Regions from separate parts of the Pungitius pungitius genome. Here region 1 is linked to region 2. The links are chromatin contacts, called in public Hi-C maps. All regions are on one chromosome and are shown on one strand. The core of a region is the stretch at or near the end of the contact, and the rest is flanking DNA. Distances in the headings are between cores, read along the strand shown. Region 1 holds the start of map3k9 (mitogen-activated protein kinase kinase kinase 9). Region 2 holds the start of dcaf5 (ddb1 and cul4 associated factor 5).

The links. A called contact is a pair of places that touch in the nucleus more often than the background predicts.
Region 1: a contact with region 2 is called in a Hi-C map of muscle, with 1.8 times the contacts expected there. The contact joins the promoter of map3k9 here to the promoter of dcaf5 in region 2. A contact is called at or near these places in 2 of 2 Hi-C or Micro-C datasets (both in muscle).

The regions. Positions count from the first base shown.
Region 1 is chr14:13,388,611-13,395,345 of fPunPun2.1, forward strand. It overlaps map3k9 (mitogen-activated protein kinase kinase kinase 9), which reads left to right and starts at 1,987. Exons shown (of 11, transcript XM_037486328.2): 1 at 1,987-3,015; 2 at 4,049-4,462. The coding sequence starts at 2,625. It overlaps slc8a3 (solute carrier family 8 member 3), which reads left to right. Exons shown (of 7, transcript XM_037486333.2): 7 at 1-605.
Region 2 is chr14:13,235,311-13,242,020 of fPunPun2.1, forward strand. dcaf5 (ddb1 and cul4 associated factor 5) reads left to right here and starts at 3,897. Exons shown (of 9, transcript XM_037486347.2): 1 at 3,897-4,392; 2 at 5,482-5,625; 3 at 6,174-6,210; 4 at 6,307-6,446. The coding sequence starts at 4,185. It overlaps pacs2 (phosphofurin acidic cluster sorting protein 2), which reads left to right. Exons shown (of 25, transcript XM_062557148.1): 25 at 339-2,377. The coding sequence ends at 457.

The sequences.
Region 1 (6,735 bases), core at 737-3,236, 150 kb after region 2:
CTGAGATGTTTTCGACATCGAGTCCAGCAGGTATTGATGATGTCACAGAATTACCAGTGTTCTTATGTTGATCTTTGCCTTTTAGAGGCTGTTTGTGTTGGACTCTTCATTTTCATTTGCCGGGGGTGTGTTGTGCTGAGCGACGGCCCGTGTGAGTTTGTGTGCCGTGCATGTTGCCAGGCTGCTTCACACTAGTGTGTGTTTGTGTGTGTGTGTGTGTGCACCCAGGTGAGGTTCTTCTTCACAGGGGCTCTCATTTGGATCTGTCATTATGTCTTAAAATACATGTCTTAATTCTGTAAAAGAGCAAAAATATTTATTAATCATGTCATCTCTTAAGGCAGCATTTTTTTTCTATTCATCGCCGTATAGAAATTGGACTGATGATGATGTTGTGAGACACTGAGAAATGCTTAAATGATCGGGGGAATACTGTTCTTTTTTACTTCTAGAGGGACATATTTTAATGGTTGGGTATGTTTTTTTCTGGCCTTCAATGAGATGTCAAAAAAAAAGCAAATTTCCAAAGCTCAAAAGTGTTTTGAGATTAAAGTGTTTTGTTTATTTTACTGTGGAATAAAAGCAGCTTCCTGGTTCACAAGCAATCTCTAGTTGTACTGACTAAAATCAAGCCTCTATTATCTCTCTTTGAATCCGACTGTACAGCGTGTCTTGTTTCAGGAATCTTTTGAATTGGAAACAATTTTTATAGAGAAAGAAACAAACCGAATCCTCAACACTCACAAAAAATGTAACATTATCTCCAAGAAATCATGTTATTTGGGTTGTGTTTGTGATGCTGTTAAATTATGTTGCAGTGAAAAGGCAACTAAATTTGTCATCTCAAACCATCACATGGAGCTGTGGATCTATTTATTGATGAAATTTAATATCTTTATTATCAAATCACATCCAATCCGGACACTAAGTGAAGCAAGTATTTTGTCCCACTTAAAACACATTTCTTGTCATTATGTAGTTAAGCCACAGCACATATTTTCTATGGGGGTTTTGTTTTATGTTGAAGTAGCCAATAGAACAGAGGAATGGCTTTGTTGCCAAGTTGAAAACCACAAAATATTTTTTCTTGGATCAGCAGAGCGTCAACGGTCCAGTAAGTTGCTGAAAAGTAACCAAGTGATGTTTTTGTTCAAATCTGTAGTTCATTCTGGGGTTCTCTGATACATACATTACATTAATTATATTTATTATGTCCTGTCTCTCACTTCAATATACTTTGTCTTTCTCTCTTCCCTCACAAGATACAGCCTTAAAAATGGCCTCCATTGTACCTGGTATTAAAAACAGGAGATCTCTGCTAGAAAGAAAGAAAATGTTTAGAAAAAATCATTTCAAAACGAGTGTTTATCGAAATTAAAAGATAGAAGTCACTCAATGTAGTTTTGGTTGTACTTTCGACTGACTGAAAGTTTTTAGCTTAATTTCAAAATGTATATATCCTAATTCTGGCTTTTAAAACTAAAACTAAGCTATTTATTTTACTCATACAATTCCGTTCATCCTCATAAATTAAGTAAACATAATGAAGCATTTTTTTTCGGCAACACACGTCATATGCTGTCTTATGTGTCATGGTCTTCCATAATACCATGTTTCACCTGTACCATTTGTGTGCGACTACACTGAGGATGTCCTGAATACAAATCAGAAATTGAGCCGAATTTGAGTCTTGGTTGGATTTTTCACTCTTTGGCCCATTGATCCTTTTATTTATTTTTTTACAGAAAAAAACTGATGGCATCTCCTGTGTTTGTACAGTACAGGTTTAAATGTCCTCAAAGCTCAGGGTTTATTCCTGATGTCTCTCCATGTCACATTTAGGATTAACTTTTTTTTTTGTTTCATGGGGAGGATGTCATTTAATCAGTTAAAAAAAACACACACACACACACACACACACCTTATCCTTTCATTACACAGTTGAAATAGTTGGGATTGTTCATTTGACTATTTGTTATGTTGACTGTTTTTTACTCCTTTCTATGGATTCTGTTTTTATTTCAGGGAATTATGCATGGAATTGAACATTACTTGAGTATTTTGTTATGTTTTGATCATTTCTTTTTTTGTGGGTAGGGGGGGGGTGTCAATAACTAAATAAAGGAGACAATTTGAAGAAAACTAAAGCTTCCTTGAATGTGTTTGATTGCGTGCAGCCGGTTCACGCCGCTCGGAGGGGGACCAGCTATTGACCCTGAGCGCAGGGCGGGAGCTAACCTGCTGCTGACGTGTCTCTCCACCAATAGGAAGCCGGGAACGATTCGCACATGATACGATTGGCTTAAAACAAAGGCGACCGCGTCCGAAGGGTTGCGGCGATGATTGGGTGAAGGATTGTGCATCGGAAATCATCAAGCTGGAGCTGTGTTTTTGTTAGCGGCCAGCCGGGACTGACCGACTGACTGATTGATTGACAGACAGAGAGACGATGCTGCAGAATGCCGCTTCTGCTTCCCTGCAGCGTGTGTGTGCGGGATTAGCCGCTACTTAGCTTTGGTGTGTTGTATGTGCAGACGCGGTGCGCCCCGGGCCCCATCCAGCCAGCCGGCCGCGTCAGGTGGATGCGCCTGCAGTGATCCAGGTCGCTCCTATGGATCGCGTCCATGGATGTCTTCAAACCCGCTTTGGACAATAGTTTGAGTCCCAAGGCGTGCGTTTCCTCGTCAGAAGAAGCAGAGACAGATGTTTTTCGCTGGCCGAGACCGGATGATGGCATCAGCGCCGCGCCGGATGCGCCACCCGCCGCGCCGGGCTTCTGGACGGCCGTGTTCGACTATGAAGCCACCGCGGACGACGAGCTCAGCCTGCGGAGGGGCGACCTGGTGGAGGTCCTGTCCAAGGACTCCCTGGTGTCCGGAGACGAGGGCTGGTGGACCGGTATGATCGCAGACCGGGTTGGCATTTTCCCATCCAACTATGTGAGCAGCGGGAACGGCATCCCGGAGGAAATCCGGGACACCTCGGAGCAGCAGTACTCCGTGCCTCCTCTGCACCGTGAGTATCCCATTGTGCTAAACCGATGCGGGGCTAGAGCTGCTGCTGCCGTGTGCGTCTGTGCGCGTCTCTTGTCAGAAGGCCGGAGACACAAACGCACGGTGAGAGTGCTGTGTCACGGTAGGCGCAGTGCACTCCGGTTGGCCTAGAAACGGGCTGTGCCCATCCTCACAGCATCAGGGCCGTTCTTCATCACACCGCTTGTCAAAGCCAGCAGCCAGATGCAACGTGTGATGCACCCCGCCTCAAATTGCATTGCACAATGTGTGCTCCATCCCTCGGCACAGGGAACATCTGACTAGACATGCAAGTCCTCTGCGATAAATAAAGTGTTTGTTCTCCTTAAGGAATTGCTTTCGCGTGATATGCATGCAATGCCATGGTGATTGATAGTGTGTTTGCACCAAGACTGTGCTGCAAGGGAGAAAGACGTGTCAAATTGTGCATGTGGAGAAACGCTCCCGGGGCTAAATGTGCAGGCAAGACCTCCTGAGAGATCCAGTAAGGTGAAATCAGAAGCAGTTCAAATCGAAAGGGAGAACACGTCTGTGTGCAAACGGCTGCTCTTCAGCAGCAAATCCACTGACCGAACCGTGTGTGTGTGTGTGTGTGTGTGTGTCTGTGTGTGTGTGTGTGTGCATCAGCTTCAACGGGCATGAAAGGTTGCATTTTAAGGCCGAACAATACAAGCACAGTCTGTTTTGTTGGACCACACCGCCTCGGCTTTCTTTGTTTGCTGTCTCTGTCTTTGCGCGTTTTTATCTCCTCATAGTCTGCAGAAGCTGGCCTATTTTCACATGCCATCTCACCTGAAATATTCATCAAGGTCAGTGTGCTTAGTACACTGCCAGACATGAGGACGGATACTCCCACTTGTGTGGTAGTTTCAGCATCCTGTATTTGGGGCAGCAGGGCGGCTTAGTGAAGGCATCCTTCAGCTGGATGACCTGGTTTCGAGGTTACGAGGAGCAATGTTGAGGGATGAGATAGTGTATTACCTCTCTATGACCTCTATTCCTGCACCTCTCCTCAGTCCTGGAGATTGATTTCTCGGAGCTGACCCTGGAGGAAATCATTGGCGTTGGCGGTTTCGGAAAAGTCTACCGCGCAGTGTGGCGGGGTTCAGAGGTGGCGGTGAAGGCCGCTCGGCGGGACCCCGACGAGGACCCGGAGCAGACTCTGGAGAGCGTGCGTCAGGAGGCCAAACTCTTCGCCATGCTCAACCATCCCAACATTATGGGTCTGCTGGGGGTGTGTCTGCAGGAGCCCAACCTGTGTCTGATCATGGAGTACGCCCGGGGGGGCCCCCTCAATCGGGCCCTCGCTGGGAAACGCATCCCTCCGTGCACGCTGGTGGACTGGGCAGTGCAGATTGCCCGGGGCATACTGTACCTCCACAGCCAGGCCATCGTGCCCATCATTCACCGGGACCTCAAGTCCAGCAACAGTAAGTCTGTCTGTCTGTCTGTGCGTGTGTACGGCATAGTTGTTTCTGCTTTCTTTTGAGCATTTCACCAAGAATTATGCTTAATTCTATAGTCAACAGATAATAAATGACCTTCCGTTTTGATTGTTATTATAATAATCGTTTTAGTTTTTTGATTTCATTTTAAAAAGGCAGGGAAATATTCACCAATTCCTAATACAATTTCCTGTGAAGACTTATTTTGTCTGAACAACAGTTTGATTCTCATATTTGAAGTTTCCAAATATATAAACATGACAGAGACATAGTACCTCACATTAACTTTTGCCTTTTATTATGTTTCTGTTAATTGTCAAATCAAGTTAGATTTGTAGTCATGTACTTTGAAAAACCCCTGTGGGTTCTAGCAGCTTCTGACCCATTCAAAATGATTTCTAATTAGAGGCTACACTAAATCAATATCTATCAATACATTGTACTTGCAGCCCTCGTCCCTTGTGTCTTTAGTGTGGTTTTTTGCATGTAGTTGCAGGCATGTGGCAAAATGTGCAGTGTAATGTAATGATGAAGTCTCATGTTTCATGCAGGCTTTCTGTTACACGCTGTGATTTTCACTGATAGTCATCACTGTTTGGATGAGAGAGCAGAAAGCAAAATGAGTTTGCATGTATATTTGTGAAGCAGTTGTAATCTTGCATTTTACCCAACTGGATCCCCTAAATCCCAAGCCTATTACTGGGGATTTGTCCAGCGCTCTGCCCCAGCCTCCTTCCTATTGGTGGCTCCGACTATCCTCACAGACCGCTTCTTGCCTGCCATTGGCCCTCCTCCGATGATCAGCTCAAGCGCTTCACCCCCCAATAGGATGCTTTTAAGGTGTTAAATCAGGCTAACCAGTTGCCACCCTGATCTCTCGGGGGAGAACTCATGCCTTCTTCACAACACGGGGCAGTACATCACGCTGGTGCACATTTTTACTTTGTAATCCATGCCAGAGTCTTATCCACAGTTTGTCTTTGCTTTTTAATCCACAAGCCTAAATGTAGATTCTAAGTAGTTTTTATGTGATTTAAAAACCACTATGCCATTCTGTGGCAAATAAGGAGTTCTTCGTTCATCATCTGTCAAATAAAAGGACACATTCAGATACAGTTTAAGAAATCTACATCCGACTTGATTTTCTTCCCAAGTTCCTTTTCTTTCTTTGTGTGGTCTGAACCGCTGGGCTGAGAAACTCTAATCATTGGTTCCAGAGGTCGCTCAGGATGTGGCACGCGAGACTCCACCCTGTGACGCATCACAGTGGTGAGGAAGCGGTTGGAGGCAATACCATGAACCCCCGTGTCTTAAAAAAAAAAAGGTTCAAACGTTTCAGGCCTCTAGGGATGAAGATGACAGTCAGTAAGCCACCAGTCATTGTCAGGGTTAAAGTATCTCCACTAAATGGGGATTGATGGAGGGGCATCTACTGTAACCGGATGTAACCACTACGAAGGCCCAACTTGGTGGTTTAGTTTTTGTCAATCAAACCACACTACACCACTTTGGTCTTCCTCAAAAAAAAAAAAAAATATTTTTTCATTTACCGGTATTTTCCAATACTAAGTACCAATAATAATTATTCCACAACTAAATACCTGCAAAACTATTTACATTTCCGTCAGCCTCAGATGTATTTAATGCTTGTTAGCTAATGTGAGCATGATAAACTAGGATGAACAACGTTCTATACGTTGCCATCGCTATCCAGCATTCTTCTTTAAGCATCCCGGTACTGATGTACAGCAGCATGGGGCAGCTAGCAAGGCTGCAGACAGTATTGTTTTCACGCTAATAGTGTATACACCTAATACGATTACCTGGGGAACACCACATTTCGGTGTTTCCTTTTCCTACTTGCATGGGTTTTTCCCAGCCACTTAACTTAAACCGTCGGTTAATTGACTCTATCATTCTTTTGCTCCATAGTCAGCAAAACAAATATTGGACCCATTTGTACAAGCCAGATACTCCCACCTAATCTGGTAACTAAAACATGTTACACACACCTACTTCTTGCAAATAAAACCCATTCTGCCTGGTGCACTCTTGTCTTTCCCTGACTAATTTATGTGATCAAAATTTGAAAGTGGAGCGCCGAGTGCCTTGAATACTGATTTTTTTCAATCGTTTTCTTCAGCGGCATCCAACAAACAGCTTTTGCTGGCGTGAATGCGAAGCGCCATCAATTATGCATTAAACTTGGGGGTGACGGCAGCAAACACTAAATCATGACGGTTCTGTCTGGGTTGTAG
Region 2 (6,710 bases), core at 2,647-5,146:
TATATGTGCAATAAATATATTGTATTCTAGCTTTCTAAGTTTACTTATTTATTATACCTTTTAGTGGTTCATTGTGTGTTGTACGTGTTTTTTCCACATAGATGGAGTAATCGAGGATTATCTTATTTTATCCAAGTAACCCCAAATTCTCTAATCGTATGAAATACAATGTTTTTGTTAGATAAATATGGATTCCTAATCAGCTCATTTTAAAGAAAAGATAAATCAACCGATCAATCACGCTGCTTGCATCCCAAAACGTACGGAATGTGATATTCAGTTGGGTGGACCATTAAACATGAGACCTGTCATGAAAGCTCCCCTCTCCTCCTCTGCAGTACTGATTGACGGCGTGGAATGGAACGACGTCAAGTTCTTCCAGCTGGCGGCTCAGTGGTCCTCGCACGTCAAACACTTCCCCATCGGGATCTTTGGGCACACGACGAGCCCCTACTAGCAGCCCCCCCCTCCCCTGTGCCAACTGCTTTTAACCTCTCCCACCTACTCCTCCCCCGCACACTTCTTCTATTCTGCTAGTGTAATTTGAGCTCATGCTTTCACCTGTTGCATTTGTCGGAGTTATTTAATATTTTGCGTGTTATTTTTTATAAATTTCTATTTATGGATAATTTTCTCGAGGCAAAGCTTCCAAGAAAAAATATCCTGCTGATGTTTTATAAACATTTGAGAAAAACAAAACAAATTAAATAATGATTAGACATTACTTCTAATATTTAACATGCTTGTATGAGTTCCCATGTGTCTCTATCTCCCTCTAATATATATATATATATATATATATATATATATATATATATATATATATAATGACATCATGATGTGATGTCAAAGATGATGAAGACATTTTACATTTTTTAATTGGGAAACCGTTGTCGATTCATTGTTTCAATCCCGAAAGAAACAAGAGTTCTCAACTATGTGCAATAGACTGAAAGCCGCGTGAATGTGATTCTTAATAAGTGATTCTTAAAGATCACCTGGCACTGATGAGGATTACACACAGCTCTCAGATGTGATTTTCAACCCTCTTCTCTCTAGTTTCTCCTCCTTGTTTGAGGTTTGAACGGTTTTGCTCCAAAGGGACATATGGGAATATAGAATCAAGAAATTTATTAACAGCACAAAATTACAAAAAAAACTACCTTTGGTCTTCTGGGCAGAATGAACATGTTTGTTGCATCACTTTCTTTCTGAGAGTTTGATGAGGAATAAATATGTGGCAAAGGCAGCGGTCGCTTAGCATAAAGGCTGGAAACCAGGCTCTGTCCAAAGATAATACAAATAATAAAAACCTACCAGCACTTCTTAAGCTCATTATTAACATGGGTGGTCTTTTGAGTTTGAGTGTAAAATGACAAGTTGTGGATTTGTGGTGGGATTCAAAAGAAAATAGTCATGCAACCCTCCCACCCCCTCAAAAAAACCAACTTGTCATCGTATTCACTCCAGTAACAAGAAAAGAGAAGAATCGCACAAAACGACAGTATTACGTTATTCATACATTTTCTGTATTATCCACAATAATCATATGGTCATTGTGTACTATTTTTGGCCGTGATAGTCATGTGGTGTGAACCAGACAGCCCTCCTGTGGACCTCCTCCCCGCTGTCCAGGCTTCGTTCTCACAAGCTAGCGATCCACCCACCAGCATCTGTAAAGCTCACTCACCAACACTCCCTTGTGTTCAAATAAAGAGTTTGGGTTTTACACCGAGCCAGGCTAGCTGCTGCGCCAGGTTGCCAGTCCTTGTGCTAAGCTAAGCTAATCAGCTGGTAGCTGTAGATTCATGTAGCTACGAGAAATCCTCCCATCTAACTCTATAAGAAAGTGAATATATGTTTTACTCGACATGTCTGTTCCTTTTAAGGCTTGTTTTATGAGATGACACACAATTATCTTTTTTTTCTTTTCCCCTGCTGTGTTTATTTTATAAAGCACTCTTTGTCCTCTAGCCTCACACTCCTTGGACACACTCCATATCTTTTGCTAAAAAGCATATGTTACTTTTGCCAAAGGAATACTTGTCAACTGCAGCTCACTCATTACCTGTGTGGTATTATAGAAGACTCCATCATGTAGAGGTGAATGTATTGAAGGTACCTTAATGTAAAGCACTTTTTAAATGTTTGTCCATGATAGACTAGGGTGTTAAACATACCTGCAGTTCCGGCTGCCTTTGGTTCACACGCGCACATAGACGGACACTGTGTCAGCCGTTATATCTGAGCTAAACCACAGCACAAACAGCGGTGACATGGCGTAGTTTATATGCAAAGCAAACCAAGCGCCTGTATCCTCTCAGTGCTGTGGAACATCACTTCATGCCCAGCAGGAGACCTCCTTGGATTTACATTTTGGTTTAATATTCAGTAAAGTTATGTGTATGTGAAAAGTTGTTGCCAGTAGATTTTATTCAATTGTTTAACTTTTAAGTGTTTTGCTTTGTAAAATGTCTTTTAAAAGCACTTGCATCATGACTTTGCTAATTTCTTAATAAGTGCCTAAATTGCTTAATTTTGACAAATCAACATAAATAATTTGTTCTTTGCTTACATGGTGCTGATTCTGGTTAGACAACTAAATAGAGTGCATTGATTTTGCTGTATAATGTTACGGAAAATCACAATTGGCACTCAAACGTGGGTTTAAATCAATTACAAGAAGACTACAGCCCAGTCGTGTTGAGCAGACATTTGTTTAAAATGTTTTAGATGTTACTGTTTTTCATGTTGTCTCAGAGAAAGGCTTGCTCAAAATGAAGTCCCCTAAAGACTACCACTGTAATCCCAAAACTTGGAGTAATAAAACTACTATACACACTAAAATGTTCTGGGTTTTTTTTCCCCCCCAAGACTTCAAAGCAAAATATTCTATAGACAAACAAGACCAAAATAGACATTTTGGGAGGTGTGAGACCGGTCACATCTGGACACTTGCCATAACTGATGGAATTCTGCAGCAGGACAACGATCCAAAGCCCCACAGGGTAATCTGTGAGTGGCTCAGGAAGCTAGATGAAGGTTTTCAAGAGGCTCAGCAAATGCCCGGACTGGAATCCACTTAAAAAAGCCATTTATGCTCAAAGAGCATCCAATGTGGCTAAAATGTAAAACAATCTGCAAAGATGAGTGGGCAAAAAAGCGATGTCATCACACCTGCTTGGTGGCAGTTGTTGCTGCTGGGGGGGCACAACCAGTTAATAGAGTTGGGGGTTATTACTTTTTCACATGGGCCATGTAGCTATGGAAAGCATTCTTCTACTAATAAATTAAATCATCATGGTTCTTAAAACAGAGATATATATTAACCTCATTATACAAGTAAAACTAAAATGGGAATTTAAGTTATGCAAAAACATTACATGGTTCAAGCTTTACAATTGTGAAGATTTGCTCATTTTAAATTAGTTTTTATATTTTCTGTACAAGCTGGACAAAACAAACTCACTTTGGGTCAAGGGGTAATTGTGACGACATTTGTCAATATGGTGAGAGGTTTCTTGCAAACCAAGCAAAATAACCAGAATACATAATGAGAATTATAATTAGTTACTGCCCTATACTAACTACTTTTAGAAAAGAGACAGAAACGAATGCATGACTAATGTAATTATATCATGAAACCCCTTTACTTGAAATACTGCAAGTTAACTTCCCTGCTACTTACAAAGTAATAAATGCAGTACATTAGTTTATTAGTACATTAATATAGTATATTAGCACTTTTACTTAAGGATCTAAATACCACACCATAGATTTACCGGTGGTTTTTACCATTTAATGTAAGTACTTGGCATGACTTCATTGAAAGGTAAGGCGTACGAAGGGAGTGTTCTATCTGATGAGAGAGAGAGAGGGGGGGGGGAGAAAGAGAGAGAGAGAGAGGGAGTGAGAGAGAGAGAGAGAGAGAGAGAGAGAGAGAGACATACATTCTCCACCGGAGCAGGAAGCTGCTCCTGGGACTGCCGAGGAGACCGAGAGGAGGTACGAAAACAACGTCGACATCTGCGGGGTTTCCACCATAATGTAACCCCGCCGGAGCATCAGCAGCCGCGCGCCACATCGACCCCACAGCGACGCGACGCGACGCGATGCCGAGGGCGCGGTGGTGAAAAGCCAAAAACCGAGCCGCGTTGTGTCCGTCTTGTTGTCGGACGGTGACCATGAAGGAGCTGAAGGGCTGCGGTATGCGCTGCTCTGTGGGCTTTCTGTCCCGCAGAGAGCTGACCGGGCAGCCGCTCATGAAGGAGGAATTCCAGAGGCGCAGGATGGCCGGCTGCACCAGCCTCTACAAGAAGGACATGCTCGGCCACTTCGGATGTGTCAACGCCATTGAGTTCTCCAACAACGGCGGAGAATGGCTCGTGTCCGGTAAGTTGACAACACCCCCCTTCCTCCTCCTCCTCCTCCTCCACTCTCCCTTTAGCTGTGACTGTTGTAATGTGTTAGCATGCTAACGCTAGCTTAGCCCCGGCAGTCAGCTGAAACCCCCTGTGGGCTAGCTAAGTTAGCCTAGCCTTCTTTTGCTAGCTCGCTAACGTCAAACAAGCCGAACACGCCAGCAGCTCGCAGGGGACCCGGATCTGTCCCTTATGTCAGTCCTCGTCATTGTGTCCCCTAAAGTGGACATACACCACCACCCCCCCCCCTTCATCATGGCTGCTAGTCTGATACCTCAAAGCTATTTAACGTGATGTCCCGGGAGGATTAAAGACCATCTTCTGGCCTACTGTAACAACCTGAGGCTCGCCGTTTTTTGCCGACTTTGCACAACTGAGCCGAAGATAACTTTCTAAATGTCATTTGATGCGCTTGACTCCACTTGAGAGGATTAGATGAACAGTTTAGCAACAGTTTAGCTGTGGCTCATCAGCTCTGACCCCCTTGATGACAGAAAGATAAATGTTGTTCGTGGCAAGTTGAGTATAATTATTAACTCTGCAAATCAGGAGGTCGCTTTAAATGTGCATCCTACAATTTTGCCTTTGTGCGTTGAATGCAAAATGCCTTCCTTGCAGATTGTTGTATGGGCTGCAACTAACTAAATAAAGCAATTCTTAATTAATTTATTATCGTTTATTTTACGAAATGTCTTTTTTTCTTCAACAGATATTCTTAAATCTTTAAAAGATATTCAGTTTATAGCAGTTTTAAAAGAAATCCCTTGTATTATCACCTTGAAGAAGTACTCTGTTAAAAGTGAAAATCATACAATCAAAATTCGACTGAAGCAAAGAAACCAAACTTCATTATGCAGAGTAGCCAATTTGACTCAGACCAGATCAAACAAATTTGATTTTATTCATTTGTTCCCTTGGAGACTAACAAAATAAATCATTATTTCCCTAAATCTTCCTTTTTTGGGGTGAATTACATTACACTAAATTAATTAATTAATGAATAATTAGGACGACGGGAGGCAGCCGCTGTACTGTGTCCTTTGTTGTGTCTGGTCTCCAGGAGGAGACGACCGCCGGGTGCTGCTGTGGAACATGGAACAAGCCATCCACGCTCGATCCAAGCCTTTGAAACTGAAGGGCGAGCACCTGTCCAACATCTTCTGTCTGGCCTTTGACAGCACCAACAGAAAGGTCTTCTCCGGGGGTAAGAGCAACAGAAATAAACTCTCACGGCGGCGAGGCTCATCCCTCCTCTTTGCCCTTTGACCTGTGCAGGGGTTTTTGTGGCTTCTCGCTGGTAGGTAAAAAGAGGATCAGATTTTATCTGAGGGTACTACGTTCAGTGGAACTCACTTAGGATTGGAAATCAATAAATACATATATACGGGACCAGAAATCAAAAAGCAAAAGATTCCGTTGGGTAAAGATGTTCAAATGCTAATTGATTGTGCACTAAGTGCTTGTAGAAATATTTTGTAGTAGCTACTTTATTGCACATGTTGTTCATTGGGAAAATCTCAATTTTCTAACCTGCTTGACTTGGGAACTTGTGTTGTGGAGTCATGTGATGAATGCTGCTCACTGTGTATCGGCCCTGCAAATAATCCGGATCTATTTGATATAAAATGAAGCAACAGCATTGAAATCAGACCCGAAGGCCAAAATAGTTTTCCACCTCAACAGAACAAGTTCATTTATTTTATTTTTTTACCTTTCACTTCTTAAGCACTTTCTCTGCTTGTTGTTTTGCAGGAAACGACGAGCAGGTGATTCTTCACGACGTGGAGAGGTGAGTAAAATAACCCCCGATGGGACTCGCATTGACACAAGCGCATCGAATGTGAATCGCTCACAGAGCGTAAATGCAAATGCGCTCTTCCTACAGAAGGGAGACTCTGAACGTGTTCCTGCACATCGACGCCGTGTACAGTCTGTCCGTCAGTCCGGTCAACGACAACGTGTTCGCCAGCTCATCCGACGACGGGCGCGTTCTCATCTGGGACACCCGCGAGCCGCCGAGTACAGGTGAGCGGAGGAGGCGGCGCGGGGAAACGAAACCGATAAAAACACCGGTTTCAAAGTGATCACGTCCACATACAACAAGCTAATCCTTCATTTGTCGTACTGTGGGAAGTTTGTTACTCGCATTTCAAGTTGTGGGTGGGAGCAATGGACGCAATTGGCTTGTTTCATTGGTACAAATGACGGGCATCTTCTCTGATGTCGTCCTGTTGTAAATATGCTCTTTGTATGCACTCAGAAGGTATTTTAAGGGACTGCTGCACTGAA